2 separate regions of the Danio rerio genome follow, and region 2 is linked to region 1. A link is a contact called in public Micro-C data. All regions are on one chromosome and are shown on one strand. The core of a region is the stretch at or near the end of the contact, and the rest is flanking DNA. Distances in the headings are between cores, read along the strand shown.

Region 1 (6,839 bases), core at 4,094-6,593:
GTGGGGCATTTTCCACATTTCCAGGACCCATCTGGAAAGCTTGTGCACTGGGCCCCTTCAAAGCACGGACTCGAAAGACATCCATCTGTGGAGATGAAAATAAGTGAATCGTTTAACATAAACACACATGCTAGTGTCTAACATCTGATGGAGCTGAGTGACACTGCAACTCACCAACAGGACAGGCTTGTTTGTTGCAAATCTGGCTGACCTTTGCATCTCCCACACACTCTTTGCCACCATGTTTGGGTACAGGATTATTGCAAAGACGCTTACGGTTTTGGACGCCACCACCACAGGTAACAGAGCAAGTATCCCAGGGCGACCATGGTCCCCAGCCACCGTTGACTATAAAACCGTGTACAGTGACAAATCAGACAATTGTACTTTCCGCTTTTAATAAAGAAACACTGGATATTCACTTACTCGGACATGGTGATTTCTCACACCTCTCAGTTTGCCGCCCTTCACCCTGGCAGTCTTTGCCATCCATTTGAGGTGTCGGGGAGTTACAGAGACGGATGCGTGTAATAACACCAGCACCACATGTGACCGAACACGATGACCAGGGTGACCAGTGGCTCCAGCTACCGTCTTGCTTAACTGTTGAAAATGCAGACGTTTACTTTTCTCCTCTACTCTTGAGGAAAAAGCGTAGACACTTATTGATTATTAGGTGTCACTCACAGCGCTTGTCGCACTCCTGGAGGTAGCAGTCTCTGGTCTGCACTGACGTGCCCTCACAGTTGTTATTGATGCGGTCGCAGGAACGGCCGCGCTGCTGAATGCCCCTTCCACAGGACACTGAACAATGGGTCCATTCAGACCAGGGGGACCAACCATCCTCGGCGGAGTCGCTCGCTGTCGAGAGAGCAAAGCGAGACAATACTGAGCTATTCTTTCTTTCTAAAGCAGCAAAATGGAGAAAAGCTTTTAATACTGGGCCTTAATGGACTCAATTTAGCCTGGGCAGCTTGAGACGGAGCACTCCAGGGAACCCTGGCATGAACCAAGCAGTTGGAATGCCGGGGAAATGTCAGCGTACTTAATGCACAGGGATACCTTTGAGTCATTCTCCAAATGTGGAAATGGTATTTGCAAACAGCCTTGATTATGCCATGAGTTCAAACACATGAGGCTGATATTTATTTAAACGGCAAGCCCTCGAGACGTAGGAAGACTGCTGTTGCTTTCTTGAGTCTCGGCCAAACGGTACCAATTTTCCACCTCTCTTTAACCAATTTAGACAATTATGGCCATTTAGTGATTCGGCAATGCACAAAGCTCTAGTGTTCCATTCATTAGTTAAACTCTGGTTGAAGTCTATTGTATGTCTTAGAATGGTTGTGGATGTTTGGGTAGCAACAGCTCTTACAATACAAAAGCTTTTCAAAGTCAAAATGTTGCTTGTTTGACAATTTATTCAATTTGACACTATTGTATTTCTCTTCGCTTTTGTACTTTAGAGTGCATGGCTTCAGCATCTCTTTGTCTAAACAAGAACACATTCATTGATCAAAAATACAACATTTTCTGTTTATTTTTATTGTAAGGTGATATTTGCAGGATTCTTCAAAAATCATTCTAATGCTGTATGTTGAGTTGGTGTGTAAGAAACATTTCTTATTATCAGTGCTGAAACATTGTGCTAATTTAATATATTTTATGTGAATTGATCTTTTTTTATTTATTTACATGATAGAATTTCAAGATGGTTCTAATCTAATGTTGGTTTAAATGTATGAATTTAACGTATCTTTGCTTATTGGGAGGTATTTATTTCTTTAAAAAAAGTCTTTCAGGCCCCAAAACTTTTAAACAGTAATGTACAGTTTATTTATCCAATATGTAAATTAGGTTATGGATAAAATAATTTTATTTATTCTGAAGGTGATTTTACTGTTGCTTTGTAAAATTTTGCTGAAACTGCTGAAAAGTTTCATTTAGGATCCAAAAAGTGCTCACAGCTTTCACTTTTGTTTAAGCTTGGTTATAAAAGTGACTTTTGTGTGCTTTTCTTTATACTTTACATGTCAACTTTGTTGACAAAGGGTAATTAGCCATTTTGCAAATGAAACCTGAAATCTTGCTAATGCAACTGAACTGTGTGAACTTTGTTAGGCAGAAGCACTTACGTGTTCCACAGCGAGGGCAGCACTCTCCATCAGGTACTGTGGCATTTGCACATGGGATTAGGGGACATGAAATCTTGCGGCACACCGTTGCAGAATTCTGTGGATAACACATTGACTCTCATTGATCACTTGTTAAAGGATATGCCACAGCTGGTGTAGTCGTGCAATACAATGTTTAACATTACAGTAGTAATCTCTGAAAATGTGAACACTGAGAGACTTAATCATGTGGTCGTGTTTAAGTCTGTCTTTTAAATATTCCAACATAGTGTTGATCTGATGTGCCAGTTTAGAGAAACCATGAATATAGTTTATAAGGTTTGGTTGAGTCGACTGTGCTCTCTTTAGTTTCCTCCATTTCCCAATTTTAATTAGAGACTAGGAAGCTTAGGGAAATGGATACACCCAGCTTAAGTCTGCCACAGTGGACAAGGCTAAGACCAATACTGGGTATCATAACACCCACAGTGACACTGCTAACACACAAATTAGTGCCTTAATGACAGAGCAGGTAGCTCTCTGATTCTTTGGGCTCATACCTGGCAAGTGCACTCTGTGCAGTCGTCCACTGTCCATTCCTCCTTGTTTTTGTGCACAATTCCATTGTGAAGACATACACCAGCACGAATGCCCATTTGATTCATGAGCATGTTTTTGTCATCCGTCTGCAAATACAATGTTTAGCAAATTAATACAACTGAGAGTTTATACCGTATATAGTTGATATATATATTCTTTCTTTTTGCTAACCACTTTTCGGAGTTCATTGGACAGTTCTTGAACCACCACACCAAGACCTTTCAGTTCCTTAAACATGGCAGCCAGATCCTCACATGAAAAGCCACAAATCATTTGCAGATCTGTAAAGGAGAAATATGCAGTTTTATAAGTTTTGGATTTTGCGCACTTTAAATAACTAATATTTTTAACTGAAAACTAAGGTTTACCTTTTGTTTTGTGGCCAGTGTAATCTGTCCTGATTGCAGGGCTGGATCCATTTATGGGATTGTCAAGGGTAATGATATCAGTCATTGCTGCTAGAAAAAAAAGATATACAGATGGCTTAAAGATTATTATAAAAAATGAGCAAACAGAAGACTTCAATTAAAAATGAATGGAAAAGTGAATACAGCTTAAATTATCGGTCTAATTTTGCTATTATTCATTCACTGGCACAGAAGACGATGTATTTGGATTTATGATGTGATGCTTTTTTGTTTGCCTGGTTCATTTTGTTGCACTTAAAAGAAAAGATGTATTGCTAATTTTATGGTCCAACGATTTTTTAGAAAAATATAATTTAATTATTTTTTTATTAAAAAGACACTTATTTAAAAGTTAATATGTAAAGAAAACCGAACCAACATGTGCACAAAAGCTTGCATTCATCATTATTCTTATGGATGCATACTCATGTGTTCTGCATTACACTTACAGTTTTGGCACCCTTTATTCCTCAGGATGGCTTCCAGCGTGGTTCCGAATACAAAGCGCACGTTTTGCAACACCCCCTAAAAATCCACAAGTGGTTAGTACTTCTCATCGCTTCTGTTAACATGCAACAGAGTTCATACAGTGAACAGTCCACTCACCATGAACCTGTCCTTCACCGCGCCTTTACCGATCCTCATTTTGGCCACACCTGGAATCTCCTGAGTCAGGATGGTGTGGATTGAGGCATCGAGCTCCGCCACGTTCACCTCCTCACATCCCACATAGAACTGAACCCTGTCCTCTTGCACGAAAAGAGTGATGTTTTTCCAGTGTCCCACCGCCAAGTCCGCTTCCTCGATGGACACGACCTGCTGCTTGTTCTCGGTGGAAAAAACAATGTCCAGAGTGTTGGCTTTCCCGTTGGAAACGATTTCAAACACGGGTCCAGAACCGTCATTCTTCTCCACAGTCAGCAGGCTTCCCCTCGTGCGTTTGAACTGCTTGAAATTAACCAGCAGCAGAAATCCTTTCTCGGCGTGAATGGAATCGATTAGGTCCCTAAAGGCGCTCTCGGGGACCGGGGGGATCAGGTCGGGGTTCAGGATCTTGTAGGCGGGGCTGTACGGGTCGTCGCCTTTCACCAGGGTCACTCCGTGGTTTTTCCTTGGTACTTGGACCAGCTCGAACAGATCGTAAACACTGTTGTCGTCTCGACTCTCTATCAGGAAGGTTAAATAAATCTCGTTATAATGGATATATCAAACATTAAAGATTACTTTTAAATTGATACGCGGCTCTCTGTGGTACTTGATTCTGATTGGTCAGTTCAGCTGTCAATTATCTGAATCAAATATCGTTGCCCATAGCAACTCAATATAACTGACCGGTCACATACGCTCATATAATGTATCGTTACAAACAAGCATGTGTATTTCAGGTAGGTATATTTGAATACTTTTACTTAAGTAGCAGACTTAAATATATATTTTTATGTGTACTAATTGTGACTAAATTGTTCCGTTTTTAGTTTATAAAAGTATACTGTGAATTATGAGGTGATTAACTACTTTTTATTTATGAAATTAAACTTTATTCCATAAAGTACGTTATTATACTGAAGGCATAGGTAGACTGTTTTCTTTAAATGGATTTTATGGTGACTATATGAAATATACTTGAGGAATTTTTTGAGAAATATAAACATGTTAAACTTAAAATAGACATTCTTATTTTTAGTTTAAATATTTCTTAAAATATTTTTTTCCGATGCTAAAAAGTCACATAATAAACCCACAAGTCCCAAGTATATTTTGGCATAATAACCAAATGGCTAGTAATTTTGTAATATTTAACAGCTAGTTGTTCTTTTAACCACAGGACTGGAGCAGTCCCAATCACTGAACGGCACCAGCTCAAGAATCATCGCTCACCTGCGACTCTCGCGCTCTCGCAGTTCCAAAGCATCAGTAGCAAAAAGATTGCAGTTGACTTCATTTTATCACTTATTCTTTAACCTATCAGAAATCACAAATAAAGGCAAAAGTTATTTAAAAATGAGCCAAACGTACCCTCAAACAGGTCTGATCAATCAAAGGTTTAAAAAAAACTTAAACGCACCTTCCAAGAGTTTAAAACAGCAGCAAATCCAGGGAAAAGTGATATTATTCCTAAGATGCGTCAATCAAAGGTCGTATAAGAAATAATTTTCCTTTTTAGTCGCGATCTACAGCATTCGATGTTGCTTTGCTGTAGTAGTTACAGTGGTCAATCTAACTATTTCCAAAGAGAGCAAAGTGCTATTTAAATAGTTTCATGGCATTCCTGAGCGCGCGTCTCCTCCAATCAGATGCTGAAAGGGAAAAGGGACGAGCTTGCGTTACCTCACAGAGCGTTTGTCTGACTTACACACGAGGGAAAAACGCACAAATTCCAGCCACCACATTCCATAAACATACTTTTGCTTTTTATGACTGCTGCTTCCGTTTAGTTCCGTTTTATTTGCCGCAGTGCTGATTATTTTCGTCGCACTGCTTTTTGTTTGATCATTTAGTAATGTCAGTTATTTCTTGTCACTGAGGATTCGGTCTATTCCGTTCCTTGTCTTAGCTATTGTATTTTCATTTCACTCAATCTATAATAAATGGTTCAAAGTATGTTTTCATGGTCAAGCGTCACTTTTTCTTGTATCTTATTTATTTATTTATTTTTTTAAAGAAAGTGTTTATATTTAAGTACGGTGTATCTGCCATTCACAGCATCTAATGGGATGCCTGTGAAGTAACTGCTGCAGTAAGGCGCGTCTCCGCTAGAGGCCGATCTATGGTTATTTGAGCACCTGGTTCTCTAAAGGATTTCTAATGTTGATTTAATGTTAAATCAGCTAAATGCTATATATATATATATATATATATATATATATATATATATATATATATATATATATATATATATATATATATATATATATATTTTTTTTTTTATTTTATTTTTTTTTTTAGCATTAAAAATAGTTTAACTTCAGCACTTTTTATGTTGTCAGGAGTGTCAAGTTAAAAACTCCCCTAAAACATATATGAAGAGTTAAGATGCAAAAACCTCAAAGTTTCATCTTAAAATTTTCAAAATTATAATTTTTTGAAACTTCTATATTTATATACACTAATTTCATATAAAATGCAATGAAAATAGAATATTAATTGACATAAAAGGAAAATTACTCAACTTTTACATTTGAAAAATGCTAATTTTAGGAGAAAAAAATCAGATGGCGCTTACAGGTGTTTGCATCTGAACTCTTCACATATCCTTATGAAAATTCATTATAGCCAAACCATGTACAAGTACACGTGGTAACCAACTACACTAAGCATAGTTTAACCATTTGGGATGATGGTTATATAAAAGGTAACTAAACAACACTATCAAAAACATGGTATTATCCTAAAAGCTACTACAATGAAAATAGAAATGTAAAAGATATTAATCATACAAACTAAATTTCTAGAATTGTATGTGAAGTAGATATGACAGTACTGCTACACTAGGACTTTTGACATATAGTATAGTCTTCACATCTCACTGTTAAAATGCTGGGTTCCACACAATTCTTTTAAGTTGTCCTAACAAAAATCAATTATGTTAACTTAAATGTTTTATCAAATTTAAGTGAATTGAACGTAAAACAAGTTATTAAAAATAACTCAATAATTGTGTTGATTCAGCTCATTTTAAATAAATAGTTTGAACAAGCATTAAAAATATATTTTTTTA
Region 2 (6,648 bases), core at 1,038-3,537, 33 kb after region 1:
ATTATTAAAAACATAAAATAAACAAAAAAATAAATCACACAATCAAAATAAATAAAAAGACACTTTCAACATTTCAAACTTAAAACCTTTACAATGACAATAGAAGTAAGAGATCATTTAATCTACCCAATTAACAGCAAGTTTGCGGTTCAATTTACTTCATTTCCTTAGCAACTTCAATTGTATCTTGACATTTCTTGCTATTAATGTACAGGAGCGAGTTGTTCAATCTGCATTAATGAATATAAAATTTACCAAATAAAATCGAAAGAATCATTATAAATTTAACAGATAAATTGAGTCAAAATAAAATATAACATCTTTAGGGGTGCCATAGAAAGCTATAACATATGAGATAAATGATGTCAGTACGTAATAACCGTTTATAATCTATTATTGAACTGATACAATTTTTTCAGTGTCTGCATCGCGGTGCATCGAAGATACAATTAATTGTGACACCCCTATTAGTATTATAGTATATTAGTAGGCTAGGATTTAAAGAACAAATTCAATTATCAGTTTGTCATACATTCAGGAGAATGTCTGTTGTGAGATCATTAAAAAAAGTGTTAGTCAATATTATACTTCTACTGCATACACTATTTCATACTGCTTTTTTTTGTTTTGTTTTGTTTTATCAGGTTTCTGGAAGCATCTTTCGCTGGATTCTTACCCTGGTCCACTCTGCTCCACATTCTAAGTGTCGAGCTACAGAGCAAACTGGTCATGCTGGAAAAGCCATCCATATGGAGGTAAGCAGTCAGTGGTAGTGCAAAAAGGAACAGAAGTTGTTGCTAGCGTCATACCGCCATGTAGCATTCTTTGTACACACAAAATGCCAGACAAAGCCCCAGGCGCATTTTTGCAGTTCTCAAAATATAGCCCTGGGCACATATTACCAATGAGCCTCTGTTAACAATTTGCCAAAACAGGGAATGTACTGATATGGAAATTTTCACCGATACCAATAAGCGATAACACATTATATTTGTAAGCTGATAATCAGTGTATCAAAGTCTATAAATACAGCTCCTAATATGAAATTTTCTGAGCCTTGTTATAGTAATGAAATGCAAACAAGTACAATAGACAGCTCATCTCATTTTAAGATCTTAGCTGCAGAAAATAATGAAACTGCTAGAAAAAAATCTGGATCTTTCTTTTTATAAAGTCATTTATTTACACATTCTCATTAGTTATTCTCATAATTATTTATTTGCACGTCAAATGGTATGTAAATAGTGACACTTTAAAAACCAAAACAAAAAAAGTGATTTCGGTAACTTGGTTTCATTAAAAGATTTCACTATGGTATTATTATGGATTCAGGACATCCTGTTTTCAGGATATTGTTATTGTACAGTGACCTCTTTTATGATAAAAGATCAAGGCAAATTTGATTTGTCAATCCATGACTACTTTAAAACGGTTTGGGGTAGTGTAACCAGGCAGATCAAAAGGCTACTGTTCACCCAAACCCGTTGAACTTGGACTTACATCACTTCTCATGTTTTGTATGGTCATTTCTCATCAAAATGCTTTAGCCACTGACCCTTAACCGTGAGCATTTATCTGTGCCTTTCAACTATTTCCTTTTTGAGTTAGTGGAGTCCACCAGAATTAAGCGATAAGTCAAGCTTGAAGGACCACCAGCTCTAACTTGGCTTTGAATCATGCAAAGAAACTCACAGGTGCTCCGGTAAATCACACACACACGCAAGCATTTCTGCTCAGCGGTTGGGTAACTTACGTACCATGTCAGAATGAACCATGTAAATACATTAGTCATCCACAACATCATCATCATCATCATCATCGCTGCCAGTGTGGACAAGTCGGCTTTGAGGTTTCGGTGGTTTTAATGAGCGAGTGAAACCATGCCCTCAAGCTTGTTTGCTTTAATCTGTAAATGTTTTGGTGCTTCGTTAAGTATAGTAAGTCACGTTGCATGCCTTTTTGCATAGAACTGATACCATAGTTGAAGTAGTTGTGGTAAAAATTTTGCAGGGAGATGTTTATGTTTAGCTTTTTTGTGATGACCAAGGTCTGTGCTATGTCCGACGCCAATGTAATATGCAAATTCTGCATGTGTTAGCAAGCAGACCAAACATTGAGACTGGTTTACATATTTTTTCAGGAGAATTTTGAGTGCGAAATGATGTGAAGTCATTTAGGCGTCCAAATAGGGCGCAGATGGAAGATTGCAGGTGAGAGGCTCATGCACATCACTGGAGGGGGGAGAGTGACTCACGTATGAACCCATGTGATTCGCTGCAAGCTATTTTCATGGCTATTTTCACAGGCTTAATGATTAATTTTTACTACCGCATGCCATGAGTACTTGATCCTGTAGGGCTCATCACTGAATATGTGGTGACAGCACCCTTAGGGCATCGCTGATATACTTTTTTTTGGTAATATTAAGGCATGTTTGACAGAACAGATGTAAAAAGTGGCCTTTTAGTGATTTATTGTCAGTGTCTGCCATTTAAAGATATTCGGTTCCTGAGAGGTCTGTGCTATTGATTATCGCCTTGGGTGGATGAACAGAACTAAATGTTCTATGTGAGAGAGAGAGAGAGAGAGAGAGAGAGAGAGAGAGAGAGAGAGAGAGAGAGAGAGAGTTGTTTTGACATTGATTGTTGAATTATGTTGAGAGATGATTCCTAAGGCCTGCATTTGAGTCGACATAAAGGGTCAAAGTCTGTACTCTTTTGCAGCTTGAAGTCAGTGAACCGACCCTCATTATCATCAATAAGTATGACAAGACATGGTGTTGGCAGGTTTTCTTTTCACTTGAACACATGATTGCACACTGACTAAAGGTCTTACTGGCAAACTTTTCTCTTGTTTCTTCTCATATCTATGACTAATTGTAGATTTTCTATGACTGACTGACTTCATTTCACAAGTAGGAAAAAAATATTAAAACTGCCATGTTTAGTCATTTTATTCATGTAATTACTAAATAATTATAAATAATTTGGGCTCTTAAAATAGAAAGTTTATTAGGAAAGCATGTTATAAAAAAATGTATACATTTTGCCTTAATTTTTTGTAGCTGTTTAGATTGAAATTTTATAAACATTTAAGAAATATAATTGTATAAATCTACACTGTGAAATGTAATAAGTTGACCTTACTTGGAAATTTTAAGGCAATTGGTTTCCTCATTTTTTCTAAATAAATGTGTATAATAATTTTAAATGAGCATAATCTCAAAACAGTTTGTATTTACAACTTCCTAGTTAAGTAAACCTCAGTATCGTTGACTTAAAATAATTAGTTGTGTTAATTTCTTATTAGTGTTTACATTAATAGGAAAATATTAGGAAATTAATTGCCTTAAAATTATCAAGTAAGCTGAACTAAAACATTTAAGTAGACAAAAACCAATACCTAGACTTCTAAAATATTTTTATTGTGTAAATATTGTACAGTGACCACTCAAATGTTCATTCGTTCATTTTCTTTTCGGCTTTGTGCCTTTAATAATCAAGGATTGCCACAGTGGGATGAACTGCCAAATTATTGTAAATAGATATTATTGTAAGTCAAGATTACTTTAATCTATTTAAGTTAAAATGCTTAAAACATTGGGATTACTTGTTCAAATATTGTAAGGTGGTCAAACTTATTCATTATAAGTTAACTGCACTTAATTTTATTAGTGAGAACATCTATAGATTTATGCAGTGATTTATTTATACACATAGTTTTTTTTAAACAAACATGTTTAAAATCCATCTCTTAGCATTTACATGAATAGTCACATTACATAAATTAAAATGACATTTTTAAGAGTAGAAAAAATCCCCAGATAATGCTATACATTTAATAGAAAGCCTTTATGCATATACATAATTAAATACTTTTAAAGTCTGCAGTTAATAAATAATTTAGTTTAGTGGCTTTTTCATTTTTAGATACAATACAATTTATGTACAAATTATTGTTTTTTTATGCAGACATGTACTATAGATAAGGCAGTTTTACATTCAATGTTTAATTATATAATTGTGTCCTGCATTTATACATTACATTTATGCACAGTGAATTACTTACCAGAGCTAAACGTAATGCTAACATAATGTATCTTGTTGCTCATCCAAGTTTAAGGATCAACAAATAATAACTTGACTTCAAGTTGATCATTTGATATCAGAAGTGGCTTATATGAAGGGCAAAGGCCTCTAGATTACTTTTATTTTACCAAAATAAAATATGATCATGCCTTGATTTTTAATTATTTAATTCAAACAGTAAGGTCTGACTTTGCTTAGACAAAAGTCTTGTCACTTAACAGAAATACTGTACAGTATAGAATAAAAAGTCATGGTGCAGTGGAAAAAAAAATTGAGTTTAGAGGACTGCATCCATATATCGCTGCAATGAATCAAATAACATATTAAGAAAGTCATCTAGAAGGGCAAATAAAGCATTCTTGCAGGACTCCTAGAGTTTATCAAGATTCCTTGGATTCATCTTCAATGCCTCCTCCTTCATCTTACCCCAGACATGCTCAATAATGTTCTTGTCTGGTGACTAGGCTGGCCAATTTTTGGAGCACCATGACCTTCTTTGCTTTCAACTTTGATGTGGAAGCTGAAGTATGAGAAGGACTGCTATCTTGCTGAAGAATTTGCCCTCTCCTGTGGTTTGTAATGTAACGGGCAGCACAAATGTCTTGATACCTCAGGCTGTTGATGTTGCCATCCACTCTGAAGACCTCTCGCATGCCCCTTTATAATGAATGTAACCCTTAAATCTTGATTTTTCCTTTACCAAACTTGTCTGATTTCTGTAAAAATCTTAGGTCCATGTGATTCCAATAGGTCTTCTGCAGTGTTTGTGATTATTGGGATGCAGTTCAACAGATGATTCATCGGAAAAATCTAAATTCTGCCACTTTTCCAAATGATCAACGAATTAAAGTTAATCGTATAACTGGGATCGACAACAAGACTTTTGTCAGGAAGTGTACATTATTGTTTACAGGCGGTTTTCTTAGCATCATTTACTGCTTGAGGCATTGTATGAAATGTGTTAATTCATATTTTTCGTAAATGTACGTTAAAGAGGAAGAAATTATCATGTTTACTTGACTCCCATGCTGTTTGAATTGTGACATTTGCATAAAAGAGTTAAAAAAATGAATGAAAGAAACCAAGCACAATATATGAAATGTGTGCAATAGAAATCCTCAAATAGGTATTTGTTTAGTTTTATTAAAAAGTTTACTTAGTTAAAGCAATTTTCCTTTGAGTAACTTAAACTGGAGGCAAATGACCAGACAGAACAGGTCAGATTACATCTGTCTGCAGCCACTGTTTTCTTGAACTCTGTTTGCCATTACGATTGAAGCCATTTTAGTGAAGTCTTCAAGATTTTCCTGTGTACATGTGTTTATAGTCTCTGCCTTGGTTCCCTCATTCAATTAACTTGGGGATTGTTAATGGCATCAGTAAGATGATGATGGAGGAAGACTCTGTGGCTCAGGCTAAACAGATTCTGATTAGAGACCTTTAATGACCCATCGGGAGGCTATAAAGAGAAAAAACTCTCCTGCAAAAAATATAGTCTCTTAACAACATGCTAAAGTACAGCATGGGTTCACTTAGAAGGATTTGTTAATGAGATATGTCAAACTTTGCGTGTCTTAAGCGAAAGTGGTATGGAGTACCGCAGGTTTTGCAGACATTTAGGCAGAAACAGATTTATTTTCACCAAGCCTAACTGTTTTCATTCAGCTTCCTATAGTTTGGTGTGGCTTAAGCGGCCCACATTAAGTAGAGTAATCAGTAGCACTATTTTGCTCTTGGGGTTCAATCTTGAATTTTTCTCTAATGTGCTCACCGTACTCTTAGATACAGTTGCTAGAAAACAGTGTCGAGTTCAAAAAATGGGAGCTGCAGGACATAATCTTATCATCCAACACATGGGAAGTCTCTAGCCAACATTTTACAAAGCAAACTTATTTTTTATTAATAACAGGCGTCATTAAAGGGGTAGTTCACCCATAAATGAAAATTCTGTCATCTCTTATTAATTCTCCATTTGTTAAAAACCTCAATTTCTTTCTTCTGTTGAAGACTAGAAGAGATCTTTTTTTAAGAGTGTGGATAACCAAACTATTGGTCTATATAGTATTTTTATCTGGTCACCAACATTCTTCATATTGTCTTCTTTTGTCATATTGCCTCTTACAGATTTGAAACAACTTGAGAGTAAGTAAATGCCTTTTAGTGTTTATTTTTGGGTGAACTGTCCTTGGTTTTATTTTTTGGTTTATTGGATATACTTATTTTAGAAGGCCAGTTGTTCAACACTCTAAAGCACAGGTGTCAAACTCAGTTCCAAAAGGGCCGCAGCTCTGCACAGTTTAGTTCCAACCCTAATTAAACACACCTGATCAAACTAATTGAGTCCTTCAGGCTTGTTTGAAACCTACAGGTAAGTGTGTTTGAGCAGGGTTGGAACTAAACTGTGCAGGGCTTCGACCCTTTTGGAACTGAGTTTGACACCCCTGCTCTAAAGAGTGCAGAGGTCATGAGGGGCCTAATATTAACACTGGCAAAAAAGCACAACTGAATGAAGCACATCATGGCATTTCATAACCGAGACACAGAATTGCACAGCCATGCA

The links. A called contact is a pair of places that touch in the nucleus more often than the background predicts.
Region 2: a Micro-C map of caudal fin shows a contact between it and region 1, with 2.9 times the contacts expected there. The contact joins the enhancer-like site here to the promoter of thbs1b in region 1. A contact is called at or near these places in 2 of 18 Hi-C or Micro-C datasets (caudal fin and an unstated tissue).

The regions. Positions count from the first base shown.
Region 1 is chr20:31,783,105-31,789,943 of GRCz12tu, forward strand. thbs1b (thrombospondin 1b) reads right to left here and starts at 5,344. Exons shown (of 23, transcript XM_685303.11): 1 at 5,187-5,344; 2 at 5,000-5,083; 3 at 3,728-4,287; 4 at 3,571-3,646; 5 at 3,083-3,169; 6 at 2,886-2,995; 7 at 2,675-2,800; 8 at 2,136-2,232; 9 at 688-861; 10 at 427-603; 11 at 175-348; 12 at 1-85. The coding sequence starts at 5,063.
Region 2 is chr20:31,819,609-31,826,256 of GRCz12tu, forward strand. No RefSeq gene overlaps it. Among named protein-coding and RNA genes, the nearest start is that of thbs1b, 34 kb to the left of the region's middle. Within about 2 kb of position 2,288, at least 4 of the 62 cell types and tissues checked have an H3K27ac peak or open chromatin away from gene starts, as enhancers often do. A contact at or near this core is called in caudal fin, where this site is marked.